Regions from separate parts of the Gossypium arboreum genome. Here all the other regions are linked to region 1. A link is a contact called in public Hi-C data. All regions are on one chromosome and are shown on one strand. The core of a region is the stretch at or near the end of the contact, and the rest is flanking DNA. Distances in the headings are between cores, read along the strand shown. Region 1 holds the start of LOC108470152 (protein TRANSPORT INHIBITOR RESPONSE 1). Region 2 holds the start of LOC108469034. Region 3 has its middle 37 kb from the start of LOC128279812.

Region 1 (3,772 bases), core at 421-2,920:
CTGACCGTAGCTCAGCTGCATAGGTGCCAGTGCCAAATTCAATCAGCTGCGGTGCACGGGATAAAAGGTTGGCAATCTTATCGAGGGGCACTTCACGGTTGAGCAAAAGCCTCCTCAAGTTGGGACATCTACCAACTAGGCGCTCCAAGGCCGAAAAACTAACGTCATCGGATCCTAAGCAGGAAATGTTGAGAGACACAAGGGATGTGTATGTGTCAGGAAAATGGTTGAGCCAATGCCCACTCAAATCATCAACTTCACTGTCTCTCAAGTCCAGCTCTCTCAGATTCCTGTATCACAAAACCAGATTTGATTCATATAAACAAGGAATTAAAAAAATCGACCAAACCAAATACAAAATCAAGAAGAAAGTTTCTTTTTTACAATTGAACTTACAAGAGAAGAAATTTGCATATTCTTTAAGCATCTAATTGCTCAAACCATACAAGAAAATAAAGTTCTAATCTAGGAACAAAAAACAAACAAATCCCAAGATGGAATTAAAATAACATACAAAGAAGGATAAAAAAAGGAAAAATTTTGAAAAAAGAAATACCATAAGAATCTGCAGTACCAACTTGGAAAATCAGTCCCTACATCCTCAATTTACAAAATATATTATTCATCGTTTATACAGCAAAAGCAAAGCCCACGTTTCCCAGAAATAACCGTTTAAAATCTGGAAAACAACCCCCGAAAAAGAATCTAGGTATAGAAAACAAGAACAAGGAATCCTAGGGGGAAAGGGGCATTTGAAGTGAACAAAACTCTACCCTTCTCAAAAATCACAAAGAAAACAGAAATGTAGCTAAAACCAAAAACAAAAATTGAATCTAACAAAGACCCAAGGTTCAATTCTTTGTCTAATTGAAAAGCAAAGTAAAAGCCAAACAAACGAAGTAAAAAAGAGTTTATCAAACTCACTTGCAGCTAGCAGCAATGGCAGCGAGCCCATCAGTTGAAAACCCTTCACAAGAAAAGAGCACCAACACTTGCACATTCGTAAACGACTTAGCAACAAGCTCCAGGCTCTCGTCCGTGACAACCATTCGCTTAAGCCGGATCTCTTCGAGCCATGGATAGGCTCCAGCCATTTCCGATATCCATGGAAGTACGTACCCGCCCCAACCGTCCGGTACCAGATTGAAGTCCGCGAAGTGTGGCTTCCCTTTTAGCTCAATGGATCTGATATCCGGGAACCGTCTGATCACCATCGTAGGGCTGACGGCGTAACAGTTCCCCACGAATATCTTCCTCCGACACCACCGTTCGATCTCGTACCACGATTTGCACACCACCGACGCTGCGTTCCGGTCCTTGCCCGATTGTATGAACGAGAACACGTGCTCCAAAATCTCGTCGGGGAACGAATACGCCGTTTTCTTCTGCATTTTGAAAAATCGAGAAAGAGAAACAAAACACACACACACACGCGAAGAGAAATTAAGCCTTTTTGGATTAAAAATATACAAAAGAAGATACTCTTTTTTGCCTTTTGGTTTGCCGAAGATTGGGGTTTTCTTAAGCTTTAGAGTTCATTTTCAGATCTGAAACGCCATTAATGAAGCTTACAGTGAGAGCAGAGGTTAAGGAGCTATAAAGAGAGAGAAAGTGAAGTGATATGACAGATACAAGGTGAGAGAGGATAAGAATTTTTATTGATGTGTTGAGAAGGGTGGTTAGATTTTAACAATGGTTAAATATGTCATGTCAAATTAGGTCTAATTCTAGGTTTAGTCCCTTTAGTATGTTGAAATTTTGAAATTTATCTTTCTATGTATTTTTTACATAACTTTGTACTTTATTAGTAAATCCAAATTCAAAACCTCAATTGTTACTTTATCTCTTAAAGGATTTAAACATTATTGATTGAATTTTTATGTGATATAAATTGTATGATCATATAATACAAAAAAAAGTTCACGTTAACACTTCAACAATATCAACAAACAATTTTATCGAATTTAAATACACTAATAACATTATAAAAGTACCAGTAAGAAGCCAAGTGATAGGAAAAGATAGCCAATTAGGGTGATATTGTAAAAATTTATAACAAATCATATCAAATTAAAAATAAAATAAAATGATTAAATGTCAAATTTTAGTATTACCGGGGACTAAATCAGAATTATAGCGAAAGGAAAGATGAGGGTATCAATTTTTTGTGGGGATAACTAATGGACGTTTAAGATAGAGACACGTGGTGGGGGAGAGATGCGGGCCATATGATGGACGGTGTGAAGGGGAGATCTTATCCGTCGGCAACAAAGCGGAGCCGCAGAAAACGGGTGTATGGAAGAGCGTGTAGGGGCAGATGTTCAACGAGATTTTTGAGGAATATATCGGGAAGGAGATGGAACGACGAGATATTGATACGCGGAGGGCTGATAAAATGTGGTGATGTGTAGGGGAGAGTGGTGGTGCAATGAATCCCATGTTGCGCGTAACACGGCTGGATCGGAGGGATCTCGATATGCGGGGACCACAATAAAAGGGATAAAATATTATTATAATAATAATGACAAAAAGTCATAAACACTGTGATTGAGATTTCTCAATTTTGATTAATTCAAAATAAAAAATGATTAGAACTGAAATATCAAAACTTAAAAAGTAATGATGTTAATTATTAAAACACATAAGAAATATTAAAGTGCATTGTATTGTCTACCAGAGGCCATAATGAGGAGATGGATAATATTTTGTTTCTATTTTGACTTCATGGGATATGGGATAATCATGCCCATTATTATTCACTTCTATATTTAGTCTTCAATTAAACTAAACAAACTCCTTATTACAAACAATAATGATTCATTCTTTTTCGCCAATATTTGCTGAAGAGATAAAGAGTTGTATTTTCATTTGCATACATTAACCAAATAATAAACACAGCATATATATATATGTATATATATAATTTTGTGTAAATAAATGTTATAAACGTTGTTTTTTCTTTTTTTTACATTAAATTAAACGTATTCCAACACCCCATATTTTAAAACAAAACAAAACCAAAAAAAAAAAACTCCTTATTGCTTTTCATATATTAATCATTGGTTAAGTTGAAGGCTCCTTATCTCACGTTTCCAAGTGACAAACATGTGTTAAGTTGCTTGCAAAAGTTGGAATGTTACCTGATTTTAGGGTTACCAAATTAGGAACAGTGTGATTGAAGAGAGTCTGTGTTTATTGAATTCCTATTATTTTATTCCAATTTAATTTCTTTAAAATTGAATTTTTGAGAATATGAAAACTATTTAATAAATAAAGCTAAACAAATTAACTATCTATTTTGTTAAAGAAGAAAATTAAATATTTTTTTATAAATGGTACAATAGTATTATTATGAGATTCAAAAGTTAGGCTGGATAGTTGGGTATTAGTCTTGTATTAGTGATTTGGTGTAATGGGTTGTCAAAAAGAGGATCAGCATTTTTCAAGATTTCACCACTGATTTAGCCTTGACTTCTTTGTATTCCTAACACTAATTAATTTTTTTCTTCTACATTTAATTTTTGGTGCTAAATTGCAATCTTTTTCTGGGTTATTTTAGTTTTAGTGTTATTTTAAAAGGTCTATTTACAGCTCCAATCCCTTTATTGTTTAGATTTTTATAATTTAATCTTTTTAATTTTAATTTCAATATTTTCTTATTTAAGAATTTGGATAACATTGTTACTTTGACTTGTATTAAATTTTAATATGTTTTATCAATTGAATTTTAATTTTCAAATTAAACCTTTAGATATTAAAATGTCTTGTATTC
Region 2 (3,772 bases), core at 348-2,847, 260 kb after region 1:
TTACCTTGTTACGAGTGAGAATGTGTATAGGTAGTCCACTCGAGGACAGTAAAAATGGCAATTGGTACTGCACCCATGATTGCAATAGTAGAATGCAAACACCAATTTTAATTTTATATGATTGCATCGCTCGACACATTTCCCAGTATTATATCGCCAACACAACGGACCCCCAACTGAGTTCTTAGTTGACAAGTTTCAGCAGCGACATTAGATGGATGAGATTTTGTGACTTATCTAGAATTAGGATACCCCCGATAATTTGAAGGATGTACGCCCGAACGTGCTGTTCTCTTTTGACTTCAACTAAATCCTCATCTAGCCCTTCGTAGTTTCTTCTTAACCAACTCATTTTGGTCCTACCTCATAAATCGTCTCCAAAACCAAACCCTAAAGTTCATCGCATGCACCTCTCCAATCGGCCACGTGAATTGACCCAGTGACTACCGACTCATCCACCGATAACCGCAACTGTAACTACACGTCCTCCAAAGTGATAGTACACTCACCGCATGAAAGATAAAATGTATGCATCTCCGGTCTCCATTTCACCAACACACTTACGAGTGTTGGGTCCAACTTACACCCCCAACCTACAAGGGCCATGTGCGAAAAATCGGTTTCCCTCAAGTATAGTTCAATCAAGGGTGATTGAGGAGTGGGTAGATTACGAATATAACACTCCAAAATTCAATCTTTCGCACATTTACGAAAAAAAATTAAATTTAAATATAACAATGAAACAAAAAAATTAAACATTGAAATATATCAAAAAATATTCTTACCACTTGCAATTGATCAACGAAAATGTGCTTGTCATCAAAATGGATTAGAGATCCATCCATTTCTAATCTTGAAAAATAAGAATTAATTTTAATAAAAATTTATTTGCAAAAATATTAAGATAATTTTGATAAAAATATAATTTAGAGAGAAATAAAATTGAAGTAAGAATTTAACAGAGAATTTGATAGATTTCTTAGAGTGATTTGTGAATTTTGAGAGATATATGAGTGAAATTTGTGGAAATAAAGTAAGGGGGTTTTATAGGGTTTCGAAAAATGTAGTTGTTGGGGGTGATGAGTGCCAACGGCTATTTTAATTAACTGTGGGGAAAGTAGCCATTGGGGGGTTGCTATTGGGGAAAATGCTTCCAACTGGAAACGCTTTTAAATGAGTTGGCAAAAACGCGTTCTACTTAGAGTATTTTATTAGCAACACGATAAAAGCGTTTCTAGTTGAAAGTATTTTTCTACATTTCACCTGAAAATATTTTCAGCTAAAAGTGTTTTCATTAAATCAATTTATTCTTGTAAATTTCTCAAAAATTAACCTAATAAAGTAATTTTTAAAAAGTATTTTATTCTTTAAATAAAACAAAAAAAGAAACTGCCATAATAATAATAAAAACAATAAATGAGAGAAAATATATAATTAGGAACGTGGGGTTCTAGAAGATTTGATATTTATGTGATTGTTAAGCTTCTAGAAGGGTGGGACCTGGCCTACTCTGGTCTGAACTGTGATTCTATCAATATCAACCGTTGCGTTAGCGTATATTTATCTCCTTCTAGAAACCAAAATTTTCTTTTTCATTATAATAAAATTTTCCAATGCGTCAAACACGGTAGCAATAGCAATAGTAGCCCACCCTTCCCTCCTTCTATTTTATTTATTTTTTAATTATTACTTATGAAACTTTCTGATGTATATAGCAAAGGCTTAAATAACCCAAAGTCAGTACCAATAAAAATTTTCTTTTGAATTTCCGTTTTGTTTTTTGCGGTTTGGTAATTACAGATTATTAATGGGTATCCGAAGAAGAAGAAGTAAAGTTGTTGACGTGTCTTCTTTCTTGCTCTTCGAGGCCACCGGCGATTCGGAATCTGGTTGTAGTTCCGATCCAGCCATGGTTGATATCAGTCACGATGATGATGGTGATGATGATGATGCCGAGTCATGTAGCTGTGATATTGCACCTGATGTTGTTCATGGTGTTGGAGAGGTTGGTGGTAGCTTAAAAAACAAATTTGCAAATGTTGTTGAAGGTGTCAATGATGAAGATGATGACGACGATGACGATGGGGTGGTGGAGCAAAAGGAGGTTCAATTGTATAAAAAAAGTTGCAGGGATGATCAACGTATTAAAGGAGTTGGTGTGGGGAAAGAAAAGAAATCCTCTTCATCAGCTGAAAACTCAAACTCAAGCGAAACCATGAATGAGATGGAAAAGAACAGGCTTTTTTGGGAAACTTGTTTGGCTTCCTAGAAAATCTGGGTTTTCTTCCTTTTTTGGTTCTTATTTTTTTTTTCTCGCTAGCTAAACAAGCATTCATCAGTCGTCTTTTTCTTTTTGTTACATATCACCATATTTTTTAGTTCTTTCGCCTCTTAGGTTTTTCGTTATTTTTTAAAAAATTGAAATTGATGCTAATTGTAAATATATAAACATGATTTTATAAGGAAAAGAAAATCAAATGAATCAATAGATGTTTATTTCTTTCATAAATTTAATTTTGCAGTTAATAAAGTTTGCTGCAAATCTGAAATGGAGAGGTGGAGCAGCCAGGCAATGAATATTTCTGGCATTTTCTGATATGGATTCAAATTATGAATAAATGTAACAAAAATGCAGTAAGTTTTAGATTTACTTTCTTTTTTTGATAATGGTGTGTGATAAATATAAATATTTGTAAATATTGATAAAAATATCTATTGGTATCAAAAACTAAAATTGAAGTTATTTATTTGGTAACACTAAAAAAAAAAAAGTGAAACATTTGGTTAATCTAAACATATGAATTGGGAGTGGGTAGTAATTTGAATTTAAGTGACATTAGATTTTATTATTGTTTTATAAAATGGGGAGAGTGATTAGAATTGAACCCCAACTCTAAAATCACATAATTCCCAAAATTTACATGCCTTCTTTATAGTGTTTTGGTTAATAGAATTGGAAGCAGAATATAGGTTAAAAAAGACAAAATCACCTTATTATTTTAATAAATCTTTTCAACTTTATACATTTTTTTATTATTATTTAATGCATGTTGAACTAACATTGCAGTTGAAGCTAACCTTCAACTCAGTGAGTTTCCACATTAAATTCATAGAGATTAAAAACCTTCTACTTAAATGATTGCAGCTGAGAACTTACTTTCAAACACCAAAGGTTGCTGCAATAACAAGGGGTTGGGGTAAAATAGTAGATTTTCACTCTTCATTTTCTTTTAACTTTACCCCACATTATATATGTGAAAAGTACTCGTGATGTCGGGACTAAATCATATTAACTCCTATATTATTAAATGTACTATTTAAAAGAATCAAGCTTCAACTATCTTCTTACTTACTCTTAATATAATATCACTTCCTATTTTGACTCTTTTTTTTTTTTTTTTAAATTTAATTATACAATTGTTCAAAATGTTCTCTCAACCAATTGTTGAACATTTTGTAAAATGAAAATTTCTTCTTTTAGTCCCTTTAAAAGATACAAATTTTAAGTTAATCTTTTGAACCAACGTCATCTTCCATGATGGTGGTCGTCCTCCCTTTGCTTCCCTTTCAATGGCATCTGTATGGGCATACTAGCCGACCGCTGGATTGGAACCCAGATTGATCGATCTGAGTAAACTGATTCATACTCATCTCTTTTTTTCTTTTTCTTTTATTTTTTTGGATAAAACCCCTAATTTTTTGTTTAATTTTGGTTAAAACGGGAGCTTAATTTCGTGCAAAAAAGAGGGTAAAGTGAAGAGACTTGAAAGAA
Region 3 (3,772 bases), core at 918-3,417, 160 kb after region 1:
GTGAGTGTTTGGGAGGATAGCGTGAGTATTTCCAGTTGCCATTAGATAAGAGTTGATCAAATATTCAAGAAGTGGTTAAGAGAGGAATTTTTTTTAAACAAGCAAGTGTAAAAACTAGAAACTTAAGCTCGTATGAGATAGGTACCACTAATACCATAAATAGGAAAGGTAAGGAAGAGGAGAAGATTTGCGGTGAATATACAAATTATATCGTAAAGAATCTACTCTATTACATCAAATATAACTAAGATTGATTCAAAACAAAACACCTACTAGAATCTAGGAACACAAAACAAAATATCATAAAAATAGAGAATCGATTATGTAATCTAGTATGTATTCTTATAAAAAAATACTTTAAGCTATAATTTTCATATTATTTTAACCAAAGAATAAGTTAACATGATTGAGTTCATTGATTAGAGTCGGGTATTTCTTATTTGCAAGGTTGTCAAGGAATTAATCTATAGGAGCTACTCTTAATGTTGTTGATTTGATAAGAGTAATTGTTAGACTTTTCTTGCAATTAATTTACGACTAGTCATTGATTAGACTCAATTAATTTAACGGGCTTATCATGAAGTTAGAAATTATGAGCTAATCATCATAAATTCTGAAACTAACCTGGTACATGAGGGAAGAGCTTTTTTGATTTGGTTAAATCTATTTTATTTTAAAATATTATTTTACATGATTCTACATTTTATTTACTATTTTTGCAACCGTTTAAATACTATTTTTCTTTTAGCCAAAAGATATTTTAACAAATCTGATTATTTCTGTCTCAATGGGATTCACCTATCTATTGATTTTAATATATTTTTAAGAGTAAAATAATTAATTTTGATGGATTCCACACTCATTACCTAACAAAAATTTATTCAAAAATAAACTTTATGGCTGTTCTTATAACTAACTTATTAATTAGCTTTTTATATAAATATAATTTCAATACGATTAGGTCATGTATCTGATAAAATCTAGTGTTGTATAAGATTCGATAAGCCAACCAACTTTTATGTTTTGAGGTCTAACTGTATCATCCTTTCCGCTTACCCATTTTCAAGGCCCACTAGTTAGATGGGCTAATAATAGTTACATCCAATCTTTTTCTTAAGATTTTCATTATTTTTGTAGATTCCATAATTAGTAGTAAAAGTCCTACTAGTTGGATTTAAGCCCGATTTTTGCATTTTATTACCATAATTTATATTTATCTAAACCCGATTTAATTTGAAATATGATTTATATTTATAAATAATTAATTTAAGCTTATTTTAAATCTATTCATATTATTATTTTTAATTTAATAATTTTATTTTATTTTATTTATTTAAAATTTATATATAAGCAATTTATTATCTTTTAATGTTCACATTATAGTATTATATATTACTATAAAAATTAAAATATGCCATAAGTCCCTATACTAATCATAAATTTAAAATTTAGTCCTTATACTTTCATTTTAGGAATCTAGCTCATTTACATTTTAGATTTCAAAATTCAGTCCAACTCTTAACACTAAGATTATTTTTTTAATTCATGTTCTTACAACATCATGCTTTTAGTTACATTACTACTAAGTTTTTTTTTAAATTTCAAAATGTCACACAAATAAATTTAACAAAAAATTAGCAACGTTAATAATTGAACTTAAATTTTGAAATCAAAAGTATAGAAACAAAATTCTAAATTTGTGAAAAGTATAGAAACTTATGACATATTTTAAGCTACTATAAATTTAACTTTTATGTGTTATAAATTACATGATAGATACAAATAATATAATGTAATACGGTTCATATTTGGTACATTGACAGTTTATTTTTTTTATTCCACAAGCAGTCTTAAAAATTTATAATATGTATTTTTTTAATATTTTACTATATTTCTATTGAACACTTGTTATCTTTCTAACTTACTCGTGGAGCCTAAATATTTCACTAGTAGTAGAACAAATATTTCTCAATGTAGTATATTAAAAACAAAAAAATAAGTCGAATTAAACTGAGTTTAGAGTCTTAAATATTCAAACTCAAACCCAAAATACTCTTGTATACGATCCGACGGACTTGTGGGCGTTGACTCCTTTTGTTAGCAGTGAGTATCCTACCCATTTTGTCTCACAATTGTGGGGTTTGGTTCCTTAGGTTTCTCACTGACAAACACGGTCTCCGATTGGATCCCTTTCCATTTGGGAACTAGAGTTTGCCCATGTTGTTTGGAGCTGAGCTCTTGGGCCATTTGAACCCTTGTTTTCCAATTATTATATATCGTTTTTGGGTTTTTTAGTCTTGGACTGTTCCTATTCTACTAATAAATAACTGGGCAAACTATACCAATTATCTTTAAATTTTTATTAAAATCAAATTTTAGTTGTTTAACTTTTAAAAGTTACATAATTATCATTAAAGTTATCAAAATATTATATTTTAGTCACTTATCCGTTAACCTCCCGTTAAGAGGATGATGTGACACGTTAATTTAAAGAGTTAATAATCAATTTAGCCTTTGAACTATAACTAAAATATCATTTTGATGCTTTTAAAGTTTTTCTTACTAATAATTCTAAAAAATTTAAAGGGTAAACTACTCAGATAGTCACCCAAGTTTTAACGTGTTCTTATTTTGGTCACCAATTTTTTGTTGTTGTTAATTTAGTCACCCTATTAGGTTAATTGTCATTTCTAGTCACTCCACCATTAAAATGTCTTGGTTACTAAACAAAATGTTGACATGGCAATCTTTTGATTTATATAATAAATTTAGCCTTTTAACACTTTAGATATTCTCATCAATTTATTCTTAATTCTAACAATTTCAACAAATTTAACCTCAATATAAGCACATTTTGTCAATTTAGTTTAAATTAAAAAATAGAACTTGAAAATATATCAAATTTATTATGAAAAGACATAAAATATAAATTATTAAATATATATATAAATTAACATAAAGGCTTAAATATGAATTTGGCTAAGGATTTAAATCAATATTTCATGAATTTTTAACAAAATATTTTAGGAATTCAACAAATTTTACCTTCAATTTCTCTTAAATTTTTTGAACAAATATTTCCTTTTCATCTTTAAACCCCCATCAAGCTAAACGAGTCATTTGAATTAATTTTTTTGAATCAATCACTACCAAATCCAACCAGCACCATGATCAAACAGTTGGTTGAGGGATTCAAATAAGAAAGCCTTTACTTATAGAAACATCACAAGTTTTATTTTGGTGGCAAAGTGTAGGGCTCTGAGGGATTTAAATGCTTAAGGCTAAGTGGTGCTTCATGATCGTTTTTCCTCATTAAGAAAAATGTGAAATTGAGTTTGAGTGTGTCTATATAAAAAAAAAATTGACTTTGGGTGTGGATTTAACGATGAATGCTCGATGACGAAGTGATGATGGATTTTTGGGTCTGGTAAAGTTGGGTATAGATTTGATATGATATTTAAGATTGTAAGGTTTGGTAGGAGTATTAGAACAATGGGAAGCCTAAAGATGAAGGGATGAGCGTTGTTTTACAAAGTTTATCCCTTTTGTTTGGTTGACCAGAAAATCTGGTAATAGGAAAGAAAATTTTGAACATTTTTTCTTGTAATTTTTTAATCGCAATGTTGTGCAGTTGAATATATCAAATGTAGGAGCAATTTTTGAGTTTTCATGGTTTTGAATTATAACTAAGGAAACTTTACTTGCTTCAATTTTGGGTTTTGATTTTTTAATGTTTTATATTTTTAATATCTTATTTATATATATTTTAAAT

What was found. A called contact is a pair of places that touch in the nucleus more often than the background predicts.
Region 2: a Hi-C map of leaf shows a contact between it and region 1, with 6 times the contacts expected there. The contact joins the promoter of LOC108469034 here to the promoter of LOC108470152 in region 1. A contact is called at or near these places in 2 of 5 Hi-C or Micro-C datasets (both in leaf).
Region 3: a contact with region 1 is called in a Hi-C map of leaf, with 4 times the contacts expected there. The contact joins the enhancer-like site here to the promoter of LOC108470152 in region 1. A contact is called at or near these places in 2 of 5 Hi-C or Micro-C datasets (both in leaf).

What each region holds. Positions count from the first base shown.
Region 1 is chr8:35,872,637-35,876,408 of ASM2569848v2, forward strand. LOC108470152 (protein TRANSPORT INHIBITOR RESPONSE 1) reads right to left here and starts at 1,671. Exons shown (of 3, transcript XM_017771398.2): 1 at 925-1,671; 2 at 1-290. The coding sequence starts at 1,391.
Region 2 is chr8:36,127,900-36,131,671 of ASM2569848v2, forward strand. It overlaps LOC108469034, which reads left to right and starts at 1,598. Exons shown (of 2, transcript XM_053018229.1): 1 at 1,598-2,278; 2 at 2,523-2,646. The coding sequence starts at 1,808. The coding sequence ends at 2,269.
Region 3 is chr8:36,030,819-36,034,590 of ASM2569848v2, forward strand. No RefSeq gene overlaps it. Among protein-coding and RNA genes, the nearest start is that of LOC128279812, 37 kb to the right of the region's middle. Within about 2 kb of position 2,168, at least 1 of the 2 cell types and tissues checked has an H3K27ac peak or open chromatin away from gene starts, as enhancers often do. A contact at or near this core is called in leaf, where this site is marked.